Linked DNA regions of Sus scrofa: region 1 is linked to region 2. The links are chromatin contacts, called in public Hi-C maps. All regions are on one chromosome and are shown on one strand. Each heading gives the region's core, a stretch centred on a gene start, on an enhancer-like site or on the middle of the called end of the contact. The rest is flanking DNA. Distances are from core to core; before and after follow the strand shown. Region 1 overlaps PTPRG (receptor-type tyrosine-protein phosphatase gamma). Region 2 holds the start of PTPRG (receptor-type tyrosine-protein phosphatase gamma).

What was found. A called contact is a pair of places that touch in the nucleus more often than the background predicts.
Region 1: a Hi-C map of skeletal muscle shows a contact between it and region 2, with 2.3 times the contacts expected there. The contact joins the enhancer-like site here to the promoter of PTPRG in region 2. A contact is called at or near these places in 4 of 47 Hi-C or Micro-C datasets (heart right ventricle, psoas muscle and skeletal muscle) and 1 of 2 datasets of contacts at active chromatin or transcription factors (skeletal muscle).

Annotation. Positions count from the first base shown.
Region 1 is chr13:43,240,594-43,246,111 of Sscrofa11.1, forward strand. All of the region lies in intron 2 of PTPRG (receptor-type tyrosine-protein phosphatase gamma), which reads left to right. Among named protein-coding and RNA genes, the nearest start is that of PTPRG, 110 kb to the left of the region's middle. Within about 2 kb of position 2,063, at least 2 of the 83 cell types and tissues checked have an H3K27ac peak or open chromatin away from gene starts, as enhancers often do. A contact at or near this core is called in skeletal muscle, where this site is marked.
Region 2 is chr13:43,129,931-43,135,100 of Sscrofa11.1, forward strand. It overlaps PTPRG (receptor-type tyrosine-protein phosphatase gamma), which reads left to right and starts at 2,856. Exons shown (of 31, transcript XM_021070772.1): 1 at 2,856-3,705; 2 at 4,564-4,606. The coding sequence starts at 3,688.

The DNA of each region.
Region 1 (5,518 bases), core at 813-3,312, 110 kb after region 2:
ACATAATGTGTAGTAGAAATAAAAATGTATGTATTTAGTACTGGTTTTGGGATAATATTAGTCACTTTAGAAATTATGCTAATGGTAGTTCCCATTGTGGCTCAGCAATAACAAACCCGTCTGTATCCATGAGGACTCAGGTTTGATTCCTGGCCATGCTCAGTGTGTTAAGGATCCGGTGTTGCCCTGCTGTGGTGTAGGTCACAGACATGGCTTGGATCTGGCGTTGCTGTGGCTGTGGTATAGACAGGCAGCTGCAGCTCCAATTGTACCCCTAGCCTGGGAACTCCCATATGCTGCAGGTGCGGCCACCCCCAAATGCTTATAGTGGACTTTACAGTACTTAATATGTGCCAGTTACTGTTCCTGTAGTAATTGTTTCTCAGAATAAAAGAAGTAGGTTCTGTCTTGTCTGCCTTTCTTTCTGCATTTTGTAGAAAAGGAAACTGAAGCAGAGAAAAGTTAAGTAATTTGCCCAGAATTCTTTTGCTATTAAGTGGCAGCCTGTGTCTTTAACTTCATTTCTGTGGATTCTAAGATTCGATCCTTAAGAACAAGGGTTGGCAAGTCACAGTCAATGGGAAACATCTGGCCCACGGCCTGTTTTTGTTAATAAAGTTTTAGTGGAACACAGCCATGCTGTTTGTTGACTTACTGTCTATAACTGTTGTCTGCCTAACATGGTGGAATGAGTGGTTTCAATAGAAGCCATGTGGTCAGTCCACCCTGCATAAGAAGAAGACCATTCTTATCCACACGTGTGGTCCAGAAAGATGGGCAAATAAGAAGAAGAAGAATTCTTTAACCTTTCAAGATTTAGCTGACCTTCCTCTCAAATACTGAGAGTCCAGGTAGTTGGTGTCATTCTTAGCTTTCTGGTGGATATCAAAGTGTATGTAGGATGTGTCTCTTTTTCAAGGCTTTCCCAGCAGTTCTTTCTGGGAAAGGGGAAAGGAACAGTTAACGCTAAATGCTTGAAAAATGAGAGAGAGCTTGGCAAGGCAGATTGAGGGACAGTTGTCCAAGAGTATGCAATTACAGCGCTGCAGAAATGGAAATTGTGTGGACAGAATTACCCTAAAAATTGGGTTGTTAATTCTCGCAAAATTTGAAAATAGCCCTCTACAAGTTTCCATTCTTCCTGCTTTTCTGCAACAGCTTCCAAATAGAAAGTGACCGCCCGTTTTTTGTTTTTTTTTGTTTTTTTTTTGGTAGAAGGCAAATGGCAACCTGTGAGGTGGGTCCTTCTAACACCGTAGCTCCAGGTTGAGGGGAGGAGGAGACAAGAAATGAGTTTCTTTTGTCAAATCAGAAATTATGCAAATTTTACAAAAAGTATTAAAGGAAATGTGTAAAGCTTTAATTGGTTTTATGGTTTTATCACTTTCTTTAAAAGGTTCCTTTGTGTGCATTACCCTCTGCTGAACATTGTAGACACTTCCTGAAGTTTAATGAGACCTTTGAGTAAAAGCACGACAAATGTGACTCTCCAGTATTTTGAAGAGATGATATTATTTGGGGCTAAAGTTATGTTACAGGAGACTTCATTTACTGGGAGGATTCACTCCGCCACACAAGTTCTTCTTTATCTGAAATGACTGGGTGTCACAGCATACACTTTTTGCTCACACCTAATTCACAGAATACTTATTTAGGATATATTAAATCAATGGTGGCCTAGTTTTTTAGGCTCCTTTATTAGGCTGAACTTTACTTAATATAGAAGTGCTTTATAATTATAATTCTGTCCCTTGGTAGAAATAACACTGTGCATTGCATTTTTATTATTGACACCTCTTCCTAGGTCCTCACGAGCGAAGGATCCTAGCCGCTCTCTAGCTTGGCTCCTTAAATTTTTGATTGAGCATGGACTGATCTTGTGTAGATCAAAACAGAAACTCCGAGTAGCAGTGTTTGTTTTGGCCATAGAATTCTCAGGGCCGCATTTCCTGTGGGATTGATGGATGTTTTTTTCATTTAGATCTTGTGATGTTGTGAGTTGCTCACTGAGACCCAGAATCATGTCAGATGGAAAAATTCCAAACAGTGTGGCTCGCTTGGACACTGGTCTTGGAATTGATAGGCTGGAAGGAATACTGTGCAACTTTAGAGTGACCACAGCACAGTCACCCCTGCCTCCTGCCCATGGCTGTCAGTCTTTGCAGCGACATCCACTCCTGCCCTTCTCGCCCCTGCTTACTGCCTATCACAGACCTATCCCCACAGTTAGTTACAGTTCTATGTTTATTTCATAGTCAGTATCTTTAAAAGTTTACTAGGGGGCTCCAGTGCCTATAGTATATTTTTGAATGAATGAGTGTTTCTGCCTATTTCCTCTTGGAAATAAGAAATTTCCTGCTTGGAACCACATCACACAGGTTTATCTCAACATTCTAGAGGCCACAGATTACTTTTTGAGGTATGTGCCCTCCGTTGCTGCAAAAATCAATTGTCCTTGAGACAGATGGGCACAGATTGAGAAGAGACCGTGGCATCACAGATACCTGGTTGAGCTGGGAGGAAGTGGCAGGTGGGCTTGGGAGGTCCCATGAACCAGAAAGTGTATGGAACATAGAGAACAAGTGCAGGGAAGTGGGCTGCTCCTGTCGGGGAAGGGGCTTCTTGAGAAAGTGCTTGAAAGTGTCAGTGCTGGAGTCCATCCAACCTAGAATCCTATCCAAATCCTGGCTCACTGGCTGTTTGACCTTGGACAACTTTATTCAACCCCTCTCAGCGTTAGTTTTTATTTTAGTCTCTTTTGGCTGTGTAACAAAAATACCGTAAACCAGGTGGCTTAAAGACAAGTTGATTTCTCACAGGTCTGGAGGCTAGAGAATCCAAGGTCAAGATGCCAGCAGTTAGTGTCTGGTGAGGGCACTTTGGGTTCATAGATAGTGCCTTCTCATTGTGTTCTCATATCACAGGAGGGATAAGCTAGCTCTCTGAGGTCTATCTTTTTTTAATTTTTTTGTCTTTTTGCCTTTTCGAGGGCCACTCCCGTGGTATATGGAGGTTCCCAGGCTAAGGGTCTAATTGGAGCTGTAGCCGCTGGCCTACACCACAGCCACAGCAATGCAGGATCTGAGCCGCATCTTCGACCTACACCACAGCTCACAGCAACGCCGGATCCTTAACCCACTGAGCAAGGCCAGGGATCGAATCTGAAACCTCATGGTTCCTAGTCGGATTCATTAACCACTGAGCCACGACAGAAACTCCCTGGGGTCTGTTTTTTTAAGGGTGCTCATTTTGATCATGAGGGTTCTGCCCTCCTGACCAAATCATCTCCCAGTAGTTCTCCCTCCTAATACCATCATTTGGGGGTTAGGATTTTGACATAATTATTTTGGGGGACACACACAGTTAGAACATAGCAGTCTCCTTGTCTCTGTAATGGAGATACCTGCCTCATAGATAGCCTCTTGGGAAAGTGTTTAAAAAACTCCACACTGGGGCTGGTATGCAGAAATGTTAGCTTTTTTTGAGTTGAATTTGAAGGGATTGAATTGCACCGGGGCTCAATCTGTAGGTTCTTGGCTAACGTTCTAGAACTTGGCAAGACCCAGGAGTGGGTTGACTTATCCTGAAACCAGGCGCTTTTTGAAAATCTTTCAGGCCAGCAAGGTGTCATCTAAGGATGCCAGAGAATTAACTTGTTCCCAGGGATCTCAAAATGTCACTATGGCTTTCAGACATACCTAAGTTATTCTTAAGGCCATTTTTCCTGGGAGGAGTGCTTTTTTTAATATTTGTTTAAATTGTGTTACAGAGCATGGCAGACCTGTAATCTGTGTTCAAAGAGGTATTATCTGCCCCATGTTGATCAGCGTCACATCTTTTACTTGCTTATCTCGGCTTCCCATATGGTCAAACTCCAAAGCTAGACTTTGAGGAGACCCACGCACTCATTAACCTCTTTGACATGAAATAGAAACTTTCTGGGGACCGGCTATGGGAAGCAGAGTGTTTAAATCTCTTTCAGCCCCACTGCGTGTTCCTGAGGCCCAGTCAGAGGCAGTAGCCTCAGTGCAAATCCTCATAACGTGCAGGAATTTGTCACGTCGAGTTTCTGCTGTCATTTAAAAATCATTGCTTAGTTTTCGTAGTAATAATGAAGTAGAACCACAGAAAATACCCCTCCTTGACATTTTTCATTCCTATTTTGGTGGTTGAAATCCCAGCCCTCTGTAGGCTTGTTTGAACTTTGGGGAGATGTGAAGCAGAAACACTGTAAAAGTGGAAGAATCAGCCAGGTGAGGCAGTGCTGTGGCTGGCTTCATTTGAGAACATGGTGGTCTCCAGGTTGAAGTGGAATCTCAGATGGATGAAAAAAAACAATACAGGTTTTTTCCCAGTGGCGTGATTATTATGTGTAAGATCTTAGGATTTCCTTTGACATGGAATGAATGCGTTACAGAGAAAGCTTTTTTAAATTACTTTATATTTTGGAGTCTAAAAGTTTTAAGTTGTTTGAATCCATAAAGCAAAAATGGTCCCTGCACCTAAAGCCAGTTCTTTGTGCTTTCTCAAAGGCGCTGAAGTTTCTGTAGATCAACAGCTTGGCCCAGTTTCTTTCTGAAACTCTGGTTTAGAGGGTTTGTTTGTTTGTTTGTTTGTTTGTTTGTTTTTTAGTAAATAACCAAGAACCTGAATGGTCCCATAGGATGAAATACTAGATTGAGATTTTACAAAGTTGCTCTCTCATTGTGATATTTCAGCCTGCACAGTGAGGGTGTAACTCAGGACAGATGTTACTGTAATTCAGTGTTATTACTGAATGCAAACACGACATTAGGTACCAGACTGAGTAGAAAACATAACCTTACATGATCTTCTTAAATACGAAACTCTGAATAATGCTTGATGGGATGGGAAATGTTGACCTGAATAGAAGATCTGGATGCTGATTCCTATCGTTCCCCATTCAGGGTCGGATTTTACTATTACCTAATGTAGTAAAAGCCAGAGTGGAATCTACAAATACTCGATTTTTATCGGGGGATGGGGATTAGAGGGAGAAGATTCCTCATTTCTCCAAAAAGTTAGATTGATGTGCTGCCTGAGACTGTTTGTTTGGCAAATGTTTTTGGACACCTGTTCTTTGAATTGGCTGAAAATGAATTTAAAATAGTTTTATCTTGACCTTTCCTTTTCTGCAGTTTTTCTATCACCTTATGAGGTAGCTGGAGAAGTCCTGGAATGTCTTTCAAACCCTAGATGGGAATTCCTGTTTAGAAGTTGCCAGCTAGTGTCACTAGGTGCTAATTCCCCTCTGCGTGCATGTCACGGTTACAGTCTGCTTTTTTTTGCCTCTAAAAGAACAATTATATTCAAGAAATTTCCTAGTGTGTTTAAAAACAGCTGGGTGAAAGTCATTTTAAATCCCCAAATCCAACACATTAGTTCTTTTATGCATTTAATTAAGCAGAAGTTAAAATAAATTAGAAGAGAAGACATTCAGTGCTGATTGTTGAATCAACAAAGCAAGAAACAGCCTAGCATTACTCCACCGCAGATG
Region 2 (5,170 bases), core at 1,606-4,105:
TGATAGCTACAAAGAACTGGATTCTGTCAATAATCTGAATGAATTCTGAAGAGGACCCTGAGCTCCAGATGAGAATGCTGGCTGACGCCTTGATTTCAGCCTACGGAGACCTGGAGTAGTTATGTTGTGCTCCAACTTCTGACCTACAAAGCTGTGAGGTAATAAACGTGTACTGTATTGTTTTAAGCCACTAAGTTAGGGAATAATTTATTACCAAAACCAGCACCTTCTCTTTGCAGCCTTCTTATCTTCCCATGGGGTAGATAAACACTTCTAAGGCTCTTCATACTTTTTTGGCACTCCAAGGGCCAGTACACCGACTGCCCTGGATGGCTCACCGTATTATGAAGCCCTCACATCATCACCTGGGGGTTGTAATCAGCAGGTAAAGGGAGCATTGTTAGGTCCACTGCCTGTCGTTCTGTACTGCTAACACTTGATAGAGTGGTGTGTATGAGCTGTTCTGTGATTGATTGTAGAGTGAATGAAAAGGCATCCTGAGTCATGTCTTTAACATTCTATTTTATTATGGGAACTGGTGGAACTGGTGGGGACTGGGTTGTAGAAAGTTTCTTCCAAGAGCACTTTCTGGTACACTTCAGCCTGGGCATCCAGGATACTCAACAGCCCAGACCTAATCTGACATTAATTTTTATTATGGGGCCTCCTAAATGATAAGGGCAGTGGCAATTCATTCTCCAAACCAATGTGCGATTTCCCCCATTCCTAAACCATTTCTTCCCATCCCACATTTCAGTATCTTCTCAAGACATTATTTCTCTGCTTTTTCACATCTCTGGAGGCAGACAGACCTGAGAACCTCATCTGTGCTACTCACTAGCTGGGAATCCATTATTCCCAGCTCTGAGCATGTTTCTGGATCTATAAATGAGGAAAATAATTCTGAACAATGGCAGCTGTTGTAAGGACTCTGTGAGAGAGTGTATCCTGCACTTTGGAAGGTAAGCTCCACACAGGGCAGGGGCCTGTCCTTTTGGTTCATGGCTGTATCCCCAGTTGTCTCCTCCCCTCAATAAGTGCTCAGTATATTTGTGGAATGAACAGTTTAGAGAAATAATTTAGCACAATGCCTAGTACATGGTAAGCATTCCAAATGACAGTTTTTATTACATTCATTTTGCGAAGGAGGAACTCATTTGGGGATGGTTATCCAGGTGTTATGTTCTGATTCAAATTCCTCGGGATTTCCTCATTTTATCACTCAATTTTTAATGAGGTAGCCAGACACATAGGGGTTATATGAACCTCTCAAAAGTTTCCACTGACCTATGGACATCCCTTAAATACAACACTTCCAAGAAAACTGACCCTCTCAAGCATTTATGGGGGAATCAAGATTCCAACAAAACCAGGAAGGACCAAACTCCAAAACAAACAAACTCAACTCATTCCCCACCCTGGGGCAGGGTGTTCACTCCGTTCTGCTAAAGATGGGAGGGGGAGGGCTCCCCAGGAACTTCCTGGCTTTTATTAGTCCCTAATCCCAAATTTAACTTTTCAAAGGTTTTTCTTTTGGAAGTGTGGGTGTAAAACTACTTCCCTAATCACATCTTGTGGGAGGATTTCGAACATGTGTATATTATTTGAAAACCTAGCATCCGGTTGGGATGTTTGGGTGGGTGGAGGACCCTGCGTGGTGGGATGAAACAGCAGGGGCATGATAAAAACAAGTCAAGATGGCTTTTAAACTGAGGCAGAAAAATTAGGCAAAAATTACAAATGGCTAATTACTTTGGCTGAATTACCCATTTAATCAAAAGCCCACCTCCCCCACTTTTAGCACCGCCATAAGAGGGGAAAATAGGGCGCTTAGAAGTCTTAGCGATAAAGATCTCTCTCACCGAGAGCCAAGGGACAAAACTCTAACAGATAAGCCCAGTCCTCCCATTTCCCTCACACGCCTCTCCGCGATTGCTAAAGAGGTTGCGGCTCCCCGAGTAGCTGCCAGGAAATCGGTCCTGCCCAGGGGCGCAGCTTTCACCCAGTCAGGGGTAAGAGGCGCACTTCCTGCACCCTCTCCACCACCAGGCCGGAGTAAGGGAACCTTCCCTCCTCCTGTGAAGCCGCGAGTTGGGAAAACTCTGCCACCGAACCATCGTGGCGCCGGGAAAAGGGGTGTGGGACTCGGAAGGACAGGATTTCAAAAGCCTAGGATCGATATGCCTCCCCACCCCCACCTCTCCCCAGTCGGGAACATGGCCAATGGAAGGCGGAAAAGAAAAGGAAAAGAGAGAGAGAGAAATGAAGAAAAAAATTAAATCTCAAAGCTCAGTCCGAGTGCAAAGGCCATTCGGCTTTGTTTCCAAAGCGGGGGAATTCGCCAGGCTGGGGGGCGCAAGCAAGGAGTGAGCAGGGCGCGCCCCGCCGCGGCGCTACCAAGGCGCGGAAACCCAACACGAAACCCCATCACGCTATGAAGGCAGCCGTCGGCCCCCCTCCTCTCTTCAAACCCGAGCCTGGGCCCCTACAAGTCTCCCGTCCGCGAAAAACGCTGACGGGGTCCAGGGGACAGCTGCCAAAGCCGCTCAAACTGCGGCGTCTTTAAGAGCTAGCTGAACGGGAATCTGGCAAAGACTCGCTGACCCCTAGAAGCAGCTGCCCTTCTCCCGCTTTCCGAGACCCAGCCAGAGCAGCCCTCGGCACCCAAACTGCCCCCGCCGAGTCCACAGCACTCCGGCCTGGCGAGGGGAGAGAAGTGGGCTGTGGGACCCCACAGAGGCGGGAGCCGAGCGTGGCTGCTTTAAGAGCGCGGTGCGCGCGCGCCCGCTGCCGGCAGCCCCGCTGCGCGTCCCCGCAGTCTCCGCGCGTCCTTGATCGCGCGCCGCCGCCACCGCCGCCGCGCGCCCCCTGCTCGCTCGCCGGCTTTAAAGTCTCTGCCAGGATCCATGCTCACATGTTACTTCCTGTATGGAGGCATGGCTAGTTTCCAGCCCCGCGCTCCCCGATCCTCCCCAGCTCGCGCCGGAGCCACAACTTTCAGGAGCATGGACTGAAGGCGCCCTCGCCCCAGCGCCCCTCTGAGATCCTTTGTGTTTTCCTTGGTTTCCTCTAGCCGTTTCTATTTTGGGGGGGCTCTTCGCTCCTCCTGCCACTACCCTCCCCTTCCCTGCTCGCAAACATGCCTCCTTCCTTCCCGGGGCCCTGGAAGGAGCTGCCTGCCTGAAGCCCGGAGACGCTGTGCCGCGCTCAGCCCCGCCGCCGCCCGCCGGCTTTAGGGCTGCGCTGCCGATTCAAGTTGGGGATCCTCGGCTGCTAGCCGCCGCCGCCGCCTTCAGTCCCTGCCTGCCCCGGGCCCCGGGCATCGCCGCCGCGCGCCGACTCCTCGCCCTGCTCGCTCCTATTTGAACAGAAAACAGCCCTTCTCCGCCGAGGATCGTCCCCAGCGTGGCTCCACGTTCCCGGTCACTTTTTGAGATTTTTCCGGGGGGCGCTCAGCGGTTTCCCGGATTCCAGGGGGACTTGGGCCGCCGAGAGCGGGGGGCCCGTTGAGCGGGCGAGCAGGGGAAGAGCCCAGGCTTGGAGGCTCACACGGAGGCAAGAACTTATTCAACAAGTTTACCACCCCCCTGCCTTCCTCTTTTCGATGTGCGTTTTCGGACATGCGGAGGTTACTGGAACCGTGTTGGTGGATTTTGTTCCTGAAAATCACCAGTTCCGTGCTCCATTATGTCGTGTGCTTCCCCGGTGAGTGCCGGCCGCCGAGGGACGCGGCCCTGGCCGGCGCGCGCGGGGGATATGGAGTTATTCCCGGGGCACGGAGCTCAGGCACCCGTCCCCGGGACCCCGGAGAGAGTGGAGGGGGGTCGGGCGCCCATGAAGGGGAGAGGGATACGCTCCGCTGGCTCTGGCAGCATTTAGGGAGGCTGGCGGTTGGGGAGGATGGAAGTAGGGGCTGGCCGGGAAGGGGGCCGGGGGCCGCAGAAGTCTGTGTTTCTCTCGGGTTTGGGGGGCCTAAGGGGGCCGGAGTCGGGAGAAAAGAAGACTCATTCTGCTGATTCGCCGCTGTTCGGGGGAGCTAGAGCTCTGGGGTTTTTGAGACCGGGGCAATGGGGAGGATGCCTTTGTGGGTTTGGGGGGCGCAGGGTGCGCCCCTTGCTCAGACGGGGTTTGAAGGAGCTTATGGGGGGGCGTGATTTGCTGCTCCCCGACCCTTTGGGGAGGCTGGTGCCCAGACGGTGGAAGCTGAAGGCTGGCCGTGAAGAATCGGGGATGTTGGGAACAGCCTGCGTTCCGGTCCCAGGGGTCAGGGGCGACCCTGGCTCGGGGGCTGGGGCTCGGGTTGCGCTTTGGTTCCGGCAAAGGGGCTTTCTTGGGCCCGGGCCCCTGGCCGTTGTGGGAGGGCAGGGAGCAGACGGTTTAGGGAGATCCGTGGCTCCCTTAGCCCGGGCCCGAGGCTCCTCTATCCCGCAACTCTGGTCGGCAGGACAGCTTCGGTGGGGGTGTGGGTGGTGGGGGGCGGGTCGGCGACTGGGTTGCTATTCGCGCCGGGGCGGATTTTTTCCGTCTCCCGCCCTACCTACCTTCATCTTTGCCCTTTTGCAGGCTGTTCGCGGCTGGCAGCCCAGACCCGCACCTTTCTGTTCGGGTAAAGACAGGAACAGTATTGATCAGTGATGAAGATAATAAATCACCGCACGTAGCAGTGTGCGGCTCTGCGACCCTCGACTTCCAGCCCTCCACTGGTCGACCCCCTTTCTCTTTCTGTTCCGGGAGGGCAGAGGCCAGCTGCCTACATTTTCCCTCTTGCAGCCCCCTTCTCCCTCCTGGCTGCAGCCTCGAGCTCCCTTGAATCTGTCCGGCCCCTTCCTGGGAAGTGGAGGCCAAGCCCTCTGCCCTAATTGGAAAAGGGATGGGGAAAATGGGGCGATTTCGTTTTCCATCTTTCACTCTCCTAAGGACAAGAGGCCCCCGCCCCCCTATTTTCTGCTTTCTCATCTACCAGCTCCTAGATACTCGGAGGTGAGGGTTATCCAGAAAAAAAAAGGAATATGCCCCCCGATGGTCACAGCCGCCTGTCCCCTGGCGGTCCGAGCGCACGGTTTTGGTGCAGCGGGTCCCCCAGCTCCGTCATGAGCACTAGAGCAGGGCGCGGGCGCTCTTGCTGCCCTCGGGGACTGGCAGCGAGTGTCCCCTTTGCAGGTACGGGGGT